Linked DNA regions of Mus musculus: all the other regions are linked to region 1. A link is a contact called in public HiChIP or PLAC-seq data. All regions are on one chromosome and are shown on one strand. The core of a region is the stretch at or near the end of the contact, and the rest is flanking DNA. Distances in the headings are between cores, read along the strand shown. Region 1 holds the start of Smim14 (small integral membrane protein 14). Region 2 overlaps Ube2k (ubiquitin-conjugating enzyme E2K). Region 3 overlaps Ube2k (ubiquitin-conjugating enzyme E2K).

What was found. HiChIP or PLAC-seq counts read pairs in DNA pulled down with a chosen protein or histone mark.
Region 2: a contact with region 1 is called in an H3K4me3 HiChIP or PLAC-seq map of embryonic stem cells, with 17 read pairs. The contact joins the enhancer-like site here to the promoter of Smim14 in region 1. A contact is called at or near these places in 1 of 15 datasets of contacts at CTCF or cohesin (large pre-B cells), 2 of 484 Hi-C or Micro-C datasets (adipose-derived mesenchymal stem cells and nephron progenitors), 5 of 115 datasets of contacts at active chromatin or transcription factors (the HPC-7 cell line, the SCID.adh cell line, bone marrow-derived macrophages and 2 more) and 3 of 9 other capture datasets (adipose tissue, liver and pancreatic islet).
Region 3: an H3K27ac HiChIP or PLAC-seq map of embryonic stem cells shows a contact between it and region 1, with 6 read pairs. The contact joins the enhancer-like site here to the promoter of Smim14 in region 1. A contact is called at or near these places in 3 of 484 Hi-C or Micro-C datasets (brown adipocytes, hemogenic endothelial cells and nephron progenitors), 5 of 115 datasets of contacts at active chromatin or transcription factors (the HPC-7 cell line, the SCID.adh cell line, embryonic stem cells and 1 more) and 3 of 9 other capture datasets (adipose tissue, liver and pancreatic islet).

Annotation. Positions count from the first base shown.
Region 1 is chr5:65,490,552-65,494,875 of GRCm38.p6, forward strand. It overlaps Smim14 (small integral membrane protein 14), which reads right to left and starts at 2,332. Exons shown (of 5, transcript NM_133697.4): 1 at 2,185-2,332.
Region 2 is chr5:65,598,635-65,602,958 of GRCm38.p6, forward strand. It overlaps Ube2k (ubiquitin-conjugating enzyme E2K), which reads left to right. Exons shown (of 7, transcript NM_016786.4): 7 at 1-355. Among named protein-coding and RNA genes, the nearest start is that of Gm40309, 59 kb to the left of the region's middle. Within about 2 kb of position 1,732, at least 9 of the 459 cell types and tissues checked have an H3K27ac peak or open chromatin away from gene starts, as enhancers often do. A contact at or near this core is called in embryonic stem cells, where this site is marked.
Region 3 is chr5:65,558,845-65,563,168 of GRCm38.p6, forward strand. All of the region lies in intron 1 of Ube2k (ubiquitin-conjugating enzyme E2K), which reads left to right. Gm40309 (a long non-coding RNA gene) reads left to right here. Exons shown (of 2, transcript XR_868455.3): 2 at 1-4,324. Among named protein-coding and RNA genes, the nearest start is that of Gm40309, 19 kb to the left of the region's middle. Within about 2 kb of position 2,612, at least 35 of the 459 cell types and tissues checked have an H3K27ac peak or open chromatin away from gene starts, as enhancers often do. A contact at or near this core is called in embryonic stem cells, where this site is marked.

The DNA of each region.
Region 1 (4,324 bases), core at 1,082-3,581:
GTGGTTAAAAACCAAACAACAAAAAATGTGTAATAGATGGCACATACCTAAACCCCAAAGCTAATACAGTAATTAAGTATGCTATGCAGCAAAATAGATTCCTCCAGACTCTTATGGACTGGGATGGTAACAGGTGCCTGCATGTGGAATACAGTATAACTAAGGGTTAAACCTAAACTTCCCTGTGAAGTCATTAGATACAAAAAACTTCAGTAACATTCCACATTGCACTTGCTGCCTGGATTGTTTAACAAGCCAAGTAAGCCTACACGCCATTCGGTGTCTGTTTTACTAAATCTCACAGTATCACCAAGAGACATAGGGGGAAAACTTTCCACACCATGGCTTTAATAACTACTGCTTTTCCAACATGGTGGAATTTCACCCTAAAAGGTCCATAGGCCATAGCTGCAAATACATACGTACATACATACATACATACATACATAACTCAAAAAAGTACCGGTATGTAAAGCCACAGCGAGGGGTGGCTCTGAGATTACAGCACTAACTACTCTTCCAGAGGACCTGGGTTTGGTTCCCAGCAACACAGCCACTCATAATCCTCTGTAACTTCAATCCCAAGGATCCACCACCTCCTTGAGCACCCAGGAATGCACAAGGTGCACAAACATACATATAGGCAAAATACCCATTAACATTAAATAAAATAAATAAGTAAATAACAAATGTAGTATGATACCATATTTTTGTAAAGCAATTGCAAAAGCATCTTGAAGGATATGAACTAACATTCCGGCAAGAGGAGAGACGCGATTATCATTCTTTCCTCCTCATGTACTTCTATAAACATCTCCTCCAATCACTACAAAAACATCTCACAAAACAAAAAATATTGTTTTAGAATAGTAAAAAGGGTGAGGGTTTTTTAAAAAAATCTGAAAAGGGGGAAGTGCAAAAAGAAAATTCTCCTTTGTCTATATCATCAAGATTCCAAGTATGGGAGAAAAAAAAGAGGGAAAATCCATGATCTACACAGGAGGAAAAGATTTGATACGAGGTCCGTTACTGCCCAAGGGCACACCCTTCAAAGATAGGGGTCTAAATTCCTAAGACTTCTTCCCAGATTTGATGGACAGCAATCAATCTGTTTCCTCGTTCCTTCCTGCTGCTTTCCACAGAAACACTATAAGTATCTTGGAGAGGGGGAAATGTCCCTTTTCGAAAACACGATGGAACATCCAGGCTTGGTTTTCTGGTCTGAGTGCGGAGGGCAAAAGGGTGGGCGGCTACACTGAAGGAATCTGCGCGAGCAGGGAGTCACCTGAAGCAGGAGCACGCAGCTGCTTCCCCTAACCTCCACAGCAGACACAGGGCAGCGAGCGTTTCCAGACTAGAACCCTTGGTAAACTGTAGGTTTTTCCCAATTCTGGTACGGATAGCTGCCAAGTGACACCACAACACAAAATCGGGAGGGTGTCTTCCACACATGCAGGTATAAATGCTTCCTGAAGCTCATCAGGCGCTCCAGCTGTAAACCCAGGGCACTCCATTACTAAGGCCGCATCCTCGGCTTTTCCAACTGGGGCAACTAAAAGCATCCTGCCGCCTCGCTACAGTTAGCAAGTATCATCTTGGCTAAAATCCTAACGTTTAAGCAGCCACTTCGGAAAACTTCGGCTTTAAGCAGCGACACGGATCTCAAACCATTGCCAGGCTGTTGCCCTGCATTCCTTCCGATAACGGTGCTGCTACCTGCTCCATTGTCAGCCCCGGCTCCACGTACTGAACCAACAGAACTGAACCAACAGAAAAGGGGAATCCTTTAAATCCGCAACACAATGGAGGCTAAAGAAGAGCTCTGGCTTTTAGGATGGCAGCTACCAACACACCACAACAAAAGGGCCCCGTCCGGGTGACTTCATCGAACCCACCAGGCAAACGCCACCGCCCGGCCTTCGGGGTGACTGTCCCTAACCCCCTGCACGCCCGCGCCGCCTATGGGGCCCTAAAAGTGAAAGCACCCGGACTGCGGGTGCCTGTGCAGCCCAGCTGCAGGCTGCCGGGCCAGCGGCTGCGGGCTCCCCGGGTGCAGCGCCCAGCCAAAGGCGCCCGCTCCGCCGCAGCGGTCCCCGGGTGCGCGCGGCCACAGAAGTGGCGACGCCAAGAGGGTCGCCGAGGAGGGCGGTGGGCCGGGGAGAGAGGGGGGGACGGGACACTCACCCGCCCAAAACAGCGGCGGGCGGGGAGGGTGGCGGCCGGGAGCGTTCCGGACGCCGCTGTCGCTGCCGATGCTGCTGGCCGCCGGCCTCCTCCCCTCTGTTTGGATTCGATAGACCACGTCACTCTTAGCCACGAGACCCGGATCTGCGGGCTCCCCGAGGGCGGCGCAACAGATTGTAGCACCCGGAGCCGCTCGTGACCCTACCTAGGGAGCATGCGCGTGTCGCGCGGGCCACCTGCGTCGGAGGGGGGCGGCTCCCGCAGCTCCGGCGCTGACGTGCGTGGGCGCGCCCGGCGTGGGGGAGGCAGTTCCGGTGTGGCGGGGTGGGGTTGCTCCACCGAGAAGGAAGGGCAACCCGGCTGTTAAGTTGTCCCACGTCGCCTCCGTGCTGTCTTCCGTGGTCATGATCATCTGACGTGTCTGTCTGTTTGTCGAGGGAATGGCTTCTGTCCACGGCGGTGTTTAGTCATACTTAGGCGGAGGGGCGCGCGCACAAATTGATGACTGCTGAGACCCGGTCTACCTGCAGAGGTGGCGGTGGGAGTTCATCATCAGGCACGCGTGAAAATCGGAACTCGAAGATTACAGAAGCATGTCAGCTGGGAGGTGGGGAGGGATGAGTGATCCTGATGACGTTCGGATTTTGGATTGGAAAACAGACCTAAATTAAGTTCAACCTTAACCTTAAAAGAGAGATGTTAGAAGCCGGATGTGATGGCTCAACAGCAGAAGCAGAGACAGGCTGGTTTGCAGAGCGAGTTGCAGGACAGCCAGGGCTGCATTGAGAAACCCTGGGGGAGTGGGTGGGAGTATGTGAATTTGAGCCCAGCCAGTGCAGCATAGAATATGTCTGGGTTTTTTTGTTTTTTGTTTTTAAAAGTGAGGGGAGCCTAGCCATGGGTTTGCCCTCCTAGTGGAGGAGGGAATGTGGCCAAAGGAGGTAGCAGCACACCATTCTTGGGCTTGGAAGTTAGGAAGCAGTATTTCAACAATCCAAAGACAGCTTAATTCCCATGTAAGAAAGGACGGGAAATACCAGCAAATTGAAGTGTGGAGCCTGATAAGCAAAAAGAGCACCTCTGGAAGCAGCTGTGGCAGCCGTAATTCTACAGATGTATCCAATGACCTCGAGGAACTCTGGACGAAACTAAGCATATTTTTATAAGAAAGTACAAGAAAAAAATTATCCTGAGAATCTAAAGTCTGGACAAAAAATAGTGAACGGCAGAAAACATCCACTTGGAATTTCATTTTCTTCCCTAATAGTTTAACAATCTGACAACAAAAAAAGAAAAACAAAACCCTTTAAAACAGTGCTGCACAGTCTGTCTTTGGCTACATGGTTCACAATCCGTGTTCTACTGAGGTATGGCCTGCTTTCTTTGGTAAGGTTACAAGTTAGAAAAGAAAACAAAACCCGACCAGCGAAAACAAGCAGGGGAGCTCTGTCTTCCCTGGTACACACTGTAACTACAAAATTTCAATGAAGAAACATCCCATATTTAAAACAGAGGAAAGAAACCTTCATGATTCTCAGTGGCTGAGCTGAGAAAAACAAAACTGCTCCGGGAAGTGATGGCACATCCCCTTAATCCCAGCACGAGGAAGGGAAGGTCTGTGGAACTCTTGAGTTTAAGGCTCCCTGGTCCATAGAGTTCCAGGAGAGCCAGGGCTACACAGAGAAGCCCTGTCTTGAAAAAACAAAACAAAACAAAAAGCGGTGGTGGTGCACGCCTTTAATCCCAGCACTTGGGAGGCAGAGACAAGGCAGATTTCTGAGTTGGAGGCCAACCTGGTCTACAAAGTGAGTTCCAGGACAGCCAGGGCTACACAGAGAAACCCTGTCTCGACCACTTGCCAAACAAATACACCACGAACCTGACTTCCCAGCTTGTAATCCACTTGTATGCGTTATTTTTACTTTATTCCTTAAAGTCACCTATTTTCTTTGACGTCTGCATGAAATATTTTCAGAGATTCTACATCAACCAAGTGACACTATCCTTTTTCATGTAATACTAGCACTTTATGAAGACAGCATTTCATACACATATATGTAACTTATTTTTACTTCTATGTGCATTGGTTTTGACTGCATGTATGTCTGTGTGAGAGTGTCGGATCCCCCTGGAACTGGAG
Region 2 (4,324 bases), core at 482-2,981, 110 kb after region 1:
TCGTGGTGTCTGCTGGAAGTTACTGCCATTATAGGGATTTTCATTAACCTCACTTTGAAAGAACCTTGCTTGTTGGCTTCTTTAGATCTTAAACAGTTTGTTAGTGATGGTAATTCTGTAGGAGGGTCTATTCTGAGCCATTAACTTCTTGTAAGGGGAAAATGGGCTGGTTACCAGAAATATTGAAGCAGGGTGGGCTGTGGGTGGGGGGTTGGGTGTCTGTCTTGAGAATTAAAAACTACGAAACACTTTTGTATACAACTGAATTTTTAAAAAATAAACACATTTTTAAAGATGTTGAATTTTCCCCATTATTGGGAATTCTTAAAAATAAATGCATGCACATTCCCCCTGCACATGTTTTATATCTCATTTCTGAGTCTTCTTTCTAGACAGGGAATTGATTCATCACATTAAACAAGAAGCAGTTAGACGCCCTCAACAACTTCATAGTGATGGTGTGCGTGCTAAGAGTTACAGCTTCATAGTGACGGTGTGCGTGCTAAGAGTTACAGCTTCATAGTGACGGTGTGCGTGCTAAGAGTTACAGCTTCATAGTGATGGTGTGTGTGCTAAGAGTTACAGCTTCATAGTGATGGTGTGTGTGCTAAGTTTCTGTGAATTGTCAAGTCTTTGAGTTTGTGAAGGACTTAGGTTCCTAGTCACCTGCTTTGTACTGGAACATTACAGAGCTGAGTTCTGAGCGAGCGTTTAAGTTCCTCTCTTCCCCTGGTGTTTGAGGCAACACTGTTCAGTTTTCATATTTCCACACAAGTTGTGGCAAGGTTGTGTTGTACCATGAAAACTCTGAATGCTCTTGATGTCATGATTAATCTTAGTTTTAATTTAAGATGACTAAGCTGGTACTAGGTGTTGTGGTATTGATTTCAATATTCAGGAGGCAGAGAGAGACAGGCAGATTTGAGGCTAGCCCTGTCTATGTGTCCAGTTCCAGGTTTACCAAGCTACATTGTTAGACCATATAATAAACATAAAGCCAGCTTTTTTTCTGATCTTGTTCTTCATCTAGGTAAGTATTTAGTGTTTAACAGTGTTTGAAACAATCATTTGCAATGGTAGAGGTGTATCCAGGTGTGTAAGCCTGCTGCTCCAATCTCAGAACTTGGCAAGCCGAGGCAGCAGGATCAGCAGTCCCGCCTCTGATCCTGCCCGTGTGTCCTACAGACCTGAATTTGTTCAGTAGTGGGCCAAACAGATTCCTTCGTGTTCAAGCCCAAAGCGGCAGCAAACTGGCTTACTTACAAGTTTGCTTGGTAAAGTACATAGACCTAATGACCTAATTATCGAACCTCTTAAACTGATTGTGGGGTGGGGAGTTTAGCTCAGTAGCTCATCAGTTGCCTAAACTAACTTTCTATCACATAGGACTGCAAAATCTCATGTAACCAACAAAACAGACAGTGCCAGCGTAGTGCACTGGAGAGTTGTTTCTGTTGCTTGTCGGGGAGCTAGAGTGAGGAGTAGGAAGGGCTTTTTCTCTTTCAAGGCAGTGTAGCCCTGGCTGTCCTGGAACTCAGTCTGTAGACCAGGCTGGCCTCAAACTCAGAAATCCACCTGCCTCTGCCTCCTGAGTGCTGGGATTAAAGGCACGAGCCACCATCACCCAGCGGAAGTGCTTTTTCATAAACCAAGGCTGCATCTAAGACAAGCTCTCACCAGTAAGGTGGTCAACATTAAGGCAGGAACCACTTGGTGTTTGACCTTAGAGAAGTAGCTCCGCTGCATAACCTGAAAGCAGGGCTGTACTTGGGCAGAGTACACTGAGCATACTTGAGGCTCTAGTACTGACTTTAAAACTGAGAAGAGTATAATATATGCTTGTAATCCTGACACTGAGGACGCTGAGGCTGGAGGATCGCTATGATTTGAGATTAGTGAGAGTTTCATAGATCCTTTGTTTAAAAGAAAAACAAAAAAACTGGGGAGTAGGGTTTATAGTCTAAGACAAAACTGCAATCCGGAAATAGCCAATTTACATAACACTAGCACAATTGTCTTTGTTCATGACAGTTATTCTAAATGTTCACTTTTGGTTTTGAGAATCAGTAACAGGGTACCTGTGTTGCACACTGTATCAGTTCTCAGAAGCACAAGGATTTTTTTGTATCAACAAAAGATCCGAGGAAAGCATGCTACCTCCTTTTTCTTGCTACTACTGGTATCACAATTCACACATTTGCATGTGAGTCAGAGGATACCTAATGTCTTTCTCTTTCGGAAAGGGTCTTACCCTAGTGCTATGTGTGTCCATGCCTGTTTTGAGATTCTGGGACTCAGGCTCAGATCCTCATGAAAGAGCATGCACTCTGTTGCATGAAAGCAAGATGGCATATGAGCTCAGGTAGGTCCTGTAGCATGTATGGGGCTCTGGGTTCCGTTGCCAATAGTGTGCAGCCCAGCCCCTGCCTGCAGTGTATCCCTTCACTAAGCACATCTTCCGACCCAGGGCACTTCTGGTTTGTACTTTGAAACACCTTCTGATCCATATAATGGCACCTCTCTTCAGTGTGGCAATGGTCAGTTCATGCCTTTGAAGAGATCTTTTTCCTGGAGGGCAGCCATGGAGAGCCAGTGTGGGTCCTACGGGAAGTGACACTGCACCAGGCCCATTTGCGATGCAGCCAGTGGTGTACTTGCCAGTTCCTAGCACTACCCTTAGATAAATTTAAAGAAGGAGATGTGCACAATTACTCCTTGAGTATACCAGCTTGGCTTTGAGATTATACTGTATCCTTGCTAATGCTCGGGTTTTTATTTTACTTGTTCACACAGGGTTTCACTGTCCTGGAAATTACAGTATGACCAGGCTGGCTTCAAACTTGGGGGACTTTTTCTCCCAGTGCTAGGATTACATGTTTATGTGACCATGCCTCATTACTGCTGTTCATATTTTCGAGCATGAGGATTTCTTCAAGAAACAGTAGAGCTGTTCTATCACACCTGGTTAAAAATGCAAACCTGGATTTGCCTTTTAGAAATTGCAACATGGATTTGATATTTTAGCTCCAGTTGTGGTGGTGCACACCCTTGTCACAGCAATAGGAGGCAGAAGTAGGTTCAAGGCCAGCATGGAACGACGCTGGTTTCCTCTTTTGGTTTTTCGAGACAGGGTTTCTCTGTGTAGCCCTGGCTGTCCTGGAACTCTGTAGACCAGGCTGGTCTCGAACTCAGAAATCTGCCTGTCTCTGCCTCCAGAGTGCTGGGATTAAAGGTTTGTGCCACCATGCCTGGCTGATGCTGGTTTTCAAAAGGAAAAAACAAAAACAAAAAACTAACACACATTCTCTGAGATGTCATCACCAGCGAGTGGTAGACTGGATGGGAAGACTGTTATTGTTTGCAAAGGACAAGTGAACTTAGAAGCTTGGTAAGTCAGTTCCTGCAAGATGCAGGGCTGAGATGAGAGCTGGGAAAGATTTGGGAGGGTCTCTCACTGGGACCTGGGGCATGCAGGCTGGGCTACATAGGGACCCACTTTTAATTGTGCTACCCCACCGAACCTTTTAATATGGTATTGGACTCATGTCCTCAAACTTGTAAGGCAAGTCCTTTACCATCTGAGCTGTCTCCTAGTCAGTTTCTATGCGGCTAGCAGTTATGCCTCAGGGAGGTCACCTCTTACAAGCATTGCTCAAAGGGATTTGGTGAGAAAGCTAAGTTAATACATGTGACCTCCAGAATTGCCAGACGACTGGGCCTCCTCAGTCCTACAGCACTTGCCATTGAAAGTAACAAAGACACCGGTAGGATATGGCATTTGTAAAGTCCTGGACTCAGTCCTTAGCTCCATGAAAAAAATATCTATGCAAACAGAAACGTTCTGCAGAGTTTAAAAAATGGTACCAAGTATCAATGAATGACCCTGATCAAAAGCCAGGCATAGTGGTAAACACTTATATCTGCACCATTCAGTACTGGGCATCGTAGATCACAAGATGTATGTAAACCAGAATGGAACACAAGAGAACTCCGAAGTGCTTCATTTACCTGGGGCAATGCGATTCAATTCCCTCCCCTCCCCGCCCCCCATCATAAGAGAGAGAAAAGGAAGAAAACCAAAAAGAAAGAAGTTGACAAACCCTGTTTTGGTCGTTAGCCACCTACGTGCGCTGTTGTCCAGGATGGCCTTTCTTGTTCATTTCAGCCTATTAGTTACCCAGTGAAAATGTCTATTTTTGGAAAATACTTAAATTTATCAAGATTTTGAATGAAGAAATAGGGGTTCTTCCTCCTGGTATTTTACATAGAATCGTAATTTATATATTACCTGTGATCTTCCAGTTCTTACCCAATGTCAGATAAT
Region 3 (4,324 bases), core at 1,362-3,861, 69 kb after region 1:
TATATTTAGTTGTTCTGTGTCTTTATACTAACAGTACTAGTAATAATGCCTTGCAATAGTTTTTATATTTATATTTATCATATCAGTTCAGGGGCCTTGCCTAGCATGCAGGAAAAGGAGGGTTCAAGCACCACATAAATGGGTTGTGGCAAATGCCTGTAATCCCAGCACTCTGGTGAGAGGTTGGTTAGGGCTTGGAGAGGAGTATTAAAAATTCAGAATCATTCTTGACTGCATATCTACTTTGAAGCCAGCCTTGGGACACATAAAAGAAAGTTTATAATTTCATTTTGCTCTTTAGGTTTTTGAAGTATGATGACTGGAATGAAGGCCAATAATTCTAACCTCACATTATTACTGTAACTGGAGAGGCTATTATTTTCTGGTTCTCTAGCTAGAATAGCATTGCCTGTCCAATAATACAGTAGCCATTAGCCACATTTGACTTTCTTTGTCAATGTCAGGTTCTCAAAGTCTGCCTTTGACTTTGGCAGGGGGTGGGTGTCTCATGTGCTGTGGCTCACAGGCAGAGGTCTGAGAGCAGCACCTTTCAAGAGTTGTTTCCTGAATTCCTTTACCATGTGGGTCCCCAGATCCATTTTGTCCATTGGGTAGCACTGATTTACAGTTTACTCTTTTTGTTAGTTTTGAGATCTCACTGTGGAGCTGGCTGGCCTGACTATACTGTGTAGACCAGGCAGCCTTTGCCTCTGTAGTGCTAGGATTAAAGGTTTTGTGACCCACACCAGGGTTACGATTTGTTCTTAATAATGACTGTAAATGTTTGCTTGATCTCACTTTCCTATTATATCTCAGTCTCTTAGTTTTCTTTTTTTAAAGATTTATTTATTTTATGCATGTGAGTACAATGTTGCTCTCTTCTCAGACACTAGAAGAGAGAATCAGATCCCATTACAGATGGTTGTGAGCCACCCTGTGGTTGCTGGGATTTGAACTCAGGACCTCTGGAAGAGCAGTCAGTGCTCTTAACTGCTGAGCTATCTATCTCTGCAGCTCCAGTCTCTTAGTTTTCATGTCAACTTTACTTGGGGAACATTAAATGGCCCATGCTTCAGTTTTGTTTAATCCATTTAGGGACTGCAGGTGTAACTCTGGTAGAACAACTGCTTACCAAGCTCACGGAACCTGGGCTTGGTCCTCACACACATCCCACATGTTCATATACAAATCCTGGCTTATATCTTAAGTCATTGAAAAATAGGTTAGAGGTAAGTAATGTATATTAAATGTTGGGAGAGGACTGTGTCTGCTAGGTATGGTTGAGGGAGGGCTTATTAAGGGAGAGTACAAAGGCTCTGGACTGAATATGGCCATGAAAGGAGGGGTGGGGAGTGAGAGAGAAAAGAGGAAAGGGATGGTGGTTTGGGGCAATCTGAAAAAGAGATCAGGAGATTCAGGTATGGAGGCAAAATGGCTGTTATATAGCTAAGTGGAAGCTCAGCCCCATGGAGGGAGAGGCTTAGGGTAGGAGGTCATGTGAGAAGTGCTGGGAAGAGCCACAGGTACTGGGCAAGACCTCTTCCAGATTTCTTTGAGATTTAACAAATGTAGCTGCTAAGCTTTAAATATCTTTATTTCAAACAAGGCATGGAGAATCAAATTTTTCTCTTCCATCAATTTGTTGGTCCACTTTCTCTTCCTCTAAGACAAGTTATCATTATGTAGTGATTTTTTTTTGGGGGGTGGTGGTGGGGGGTGGTTCAAGACAGTGTTTCTCTGTATTGCCCAGGCTGTCCTGGAACTCAATCTGTAGACCAGGCTGGTCTGGAACTCAGAAATTCGCCTGCCTCTGCCTCCCACCTGCTGGGATTAAAGGCATGCAGCACCACTGCCCAGCTGTCTCATTATGTAGTGGAGGCTGGCATAGAATTCACTGCCCAATCTCCTTTTGTGTGAGTTTCCTAAGAACTGGGATTGTACATTTGAACTACCATGCCCATCTTAACAGTTTTTTCTACTGGGGCTGGACAGATGTAATTCAGTGGTAGAGTTACCATTCTAGTTGGTGGCATGAACATGGGAAAATGTAGCCTAAAATGAGGAGGACTAAAGTCACATGCAATCACTTTCTTTAGGGCATAATAGAATTTACATTCTGAGGGTTAAGCAAGATCATATGAGCAAAGTTCAGGTGAGTTCAAGCTGTATACTGTCATGAGGACAGACCCTGCTTGGAAACCTCATCAGAATAATAGAAGCAGGACCTGTAACCTGAAGTAAACCTACTCCTACTTACCATACCTGGGAGGGGCACAGAAGCACATTCTAGGAACAGCCCATGCATGGGAGGAACAGCTCACAGACTCTTCTTGATCCTCATACTTCTGCATCTTTAGTGCTTGCATATGTGTGGGCCTGGCTACCAGAGGTTTTACACGGAGATCTCTGGCCAGGCTTGGTGCGAGGGTTCCCCGAAGGGAAGCGAATGCAGGCAGGGAGGGGAAGTTACTTCCCTGCTTCTGCTGTGCTGGTTGTCTCCACTTCTCTGCCATGCAGTAATTCTTCACTGAGTCGGGTCGGGCTGGGCCGAGGAGAAGCTGACTAGCGAGAGTGCGACAGGACCTCAGGCAGCTCTTTGGGAGAGCCGACCTCTCCCCAAGTGTTAGAGCTCTTAGGACAAAGCCTCAGATGACGGAGTAGTTCTCTCCCTGCATGGGACTTATATACAGTTTTGGGGATGATCCAGGGTTTGACAGCAGGTGCTTTTTATTGGCTTGGACTGAGTTTGGGGAAACCTTATTTGTATGTGGGAGGGCTTGGTGCAGCTAGTACTTGATTGATGCAGCATGCCTCTCTGCAGGGGGGCTGTGGGAGGCTGTAGCTACCTCTGCTGCTGTAGCTGTGTGCTGCGAGCACAGTGGGATACCCAGGAGGCGTGGCCAAACTCCTGCTGTCCCTTGCTGTTGGAAATCTCCGCCCACCACGGGGGCGGGGGGGGGGGGGGCGCTCCGGTTCCAGACCTGTGCTCGACCCGGGGGACCAGGCACAGCTCACCACCCCACAGATATGTACTACTGATCTCAGCTGGATATTTGGATTAAAATTTCATTTTCGAATAGATAAAAATAAGGTGTATGAAAACTTCTTATTTAGGTTCTCCTCTGACCTCCGTGGGCACCAGACAAGCAAGTGGTACACAGACATATGTGCATGCAAGAACCTATATTCACAACAACAAGTACTTTATTTATGAGCTAGTAATGTGTCTAAGCTGGGTAGTGGATGCTTACCCTAGCATGTGCAAAGTCTTGCTTTGATCCTCGATATCAAATATTTATATGGTGGCACACACCTAAAATCCCAGCATACAGTAGGCTGAGGCAGAAAGATCTCTACAGGTTTGAGGTTGGCCTGCATTACATAGAGAGACTGAAAGGACAGTAATAGCATCAGTTGCTACTTTGTACTCAGCATTAATATGTTAAGGATTACTTCTTACACTTTGTTTTCCTTTCACCTCTGAAAATGTATTAGAACCCTTTTTGGAGTCGATGAAGGATAGAGTTGGGATTTGAGCTTGGGCCTAGTACATGCTCAGTATACCTATTCCCAGCCTGAGGACTGCATTAGATTTTGCACTGTTTTTCCTCCGTGCATGCGCGCGCGCGTGTGTGTGTGTGTGTGTGTGTGTGTGTGTGTGTGTGTGTGTGTGTGTGTATACATGTGTCTATATGCACATGTGAGTGCAGGTGTAGGGGTTGTTGGTTCTTTCCTTCTACCATGTAAGTTCTAGAAATTGCCACATTTGGTGACAACCCCTTTTATCTATTGAACCATGTGGCTGGCCTCCTTTTCCCGTCCCTCCAACCTCCTGCATTTCTTCTTTTCAGGCAAGGTCTATGTAGTCTAGGCTGGCCTCAGCTTTGCTATGTAGCTGATCTTAAATTTCTGATCCTCCTCCTTCCACCTTCCTAGTTTTGGGATCATACTCAGCCAGGACTTCATGTATTCTAGGCACTGTTATTGAGCCAAGTGCTGGACCCAGAATTCTGTACTTTCTCATTAGCAATATGGTCATTCATTTTCCTTCACCCAGATTATCTTCAATGTTCTATGCTGTTTTGCTCTATTTTAATAGTTACATTGCTTACTAGGAGCTGTATATTTCATCCATCTGTGTGCCCTTCCCCCCCCTCCCCCCCCCAATTCCCCCTTTGCTTCTCTGGTTGTCCTGGCACTTGTTATGTAGCTTCAAACTTTAGTCCCTGCCTCTGCCTCCACCCCCTGAGTGCTGGGATTAAAGGTGTGCACCACCATGTTTGGGCATTAGTAATGCTTTGTAGATTCAAAGGAATGTTAGAAA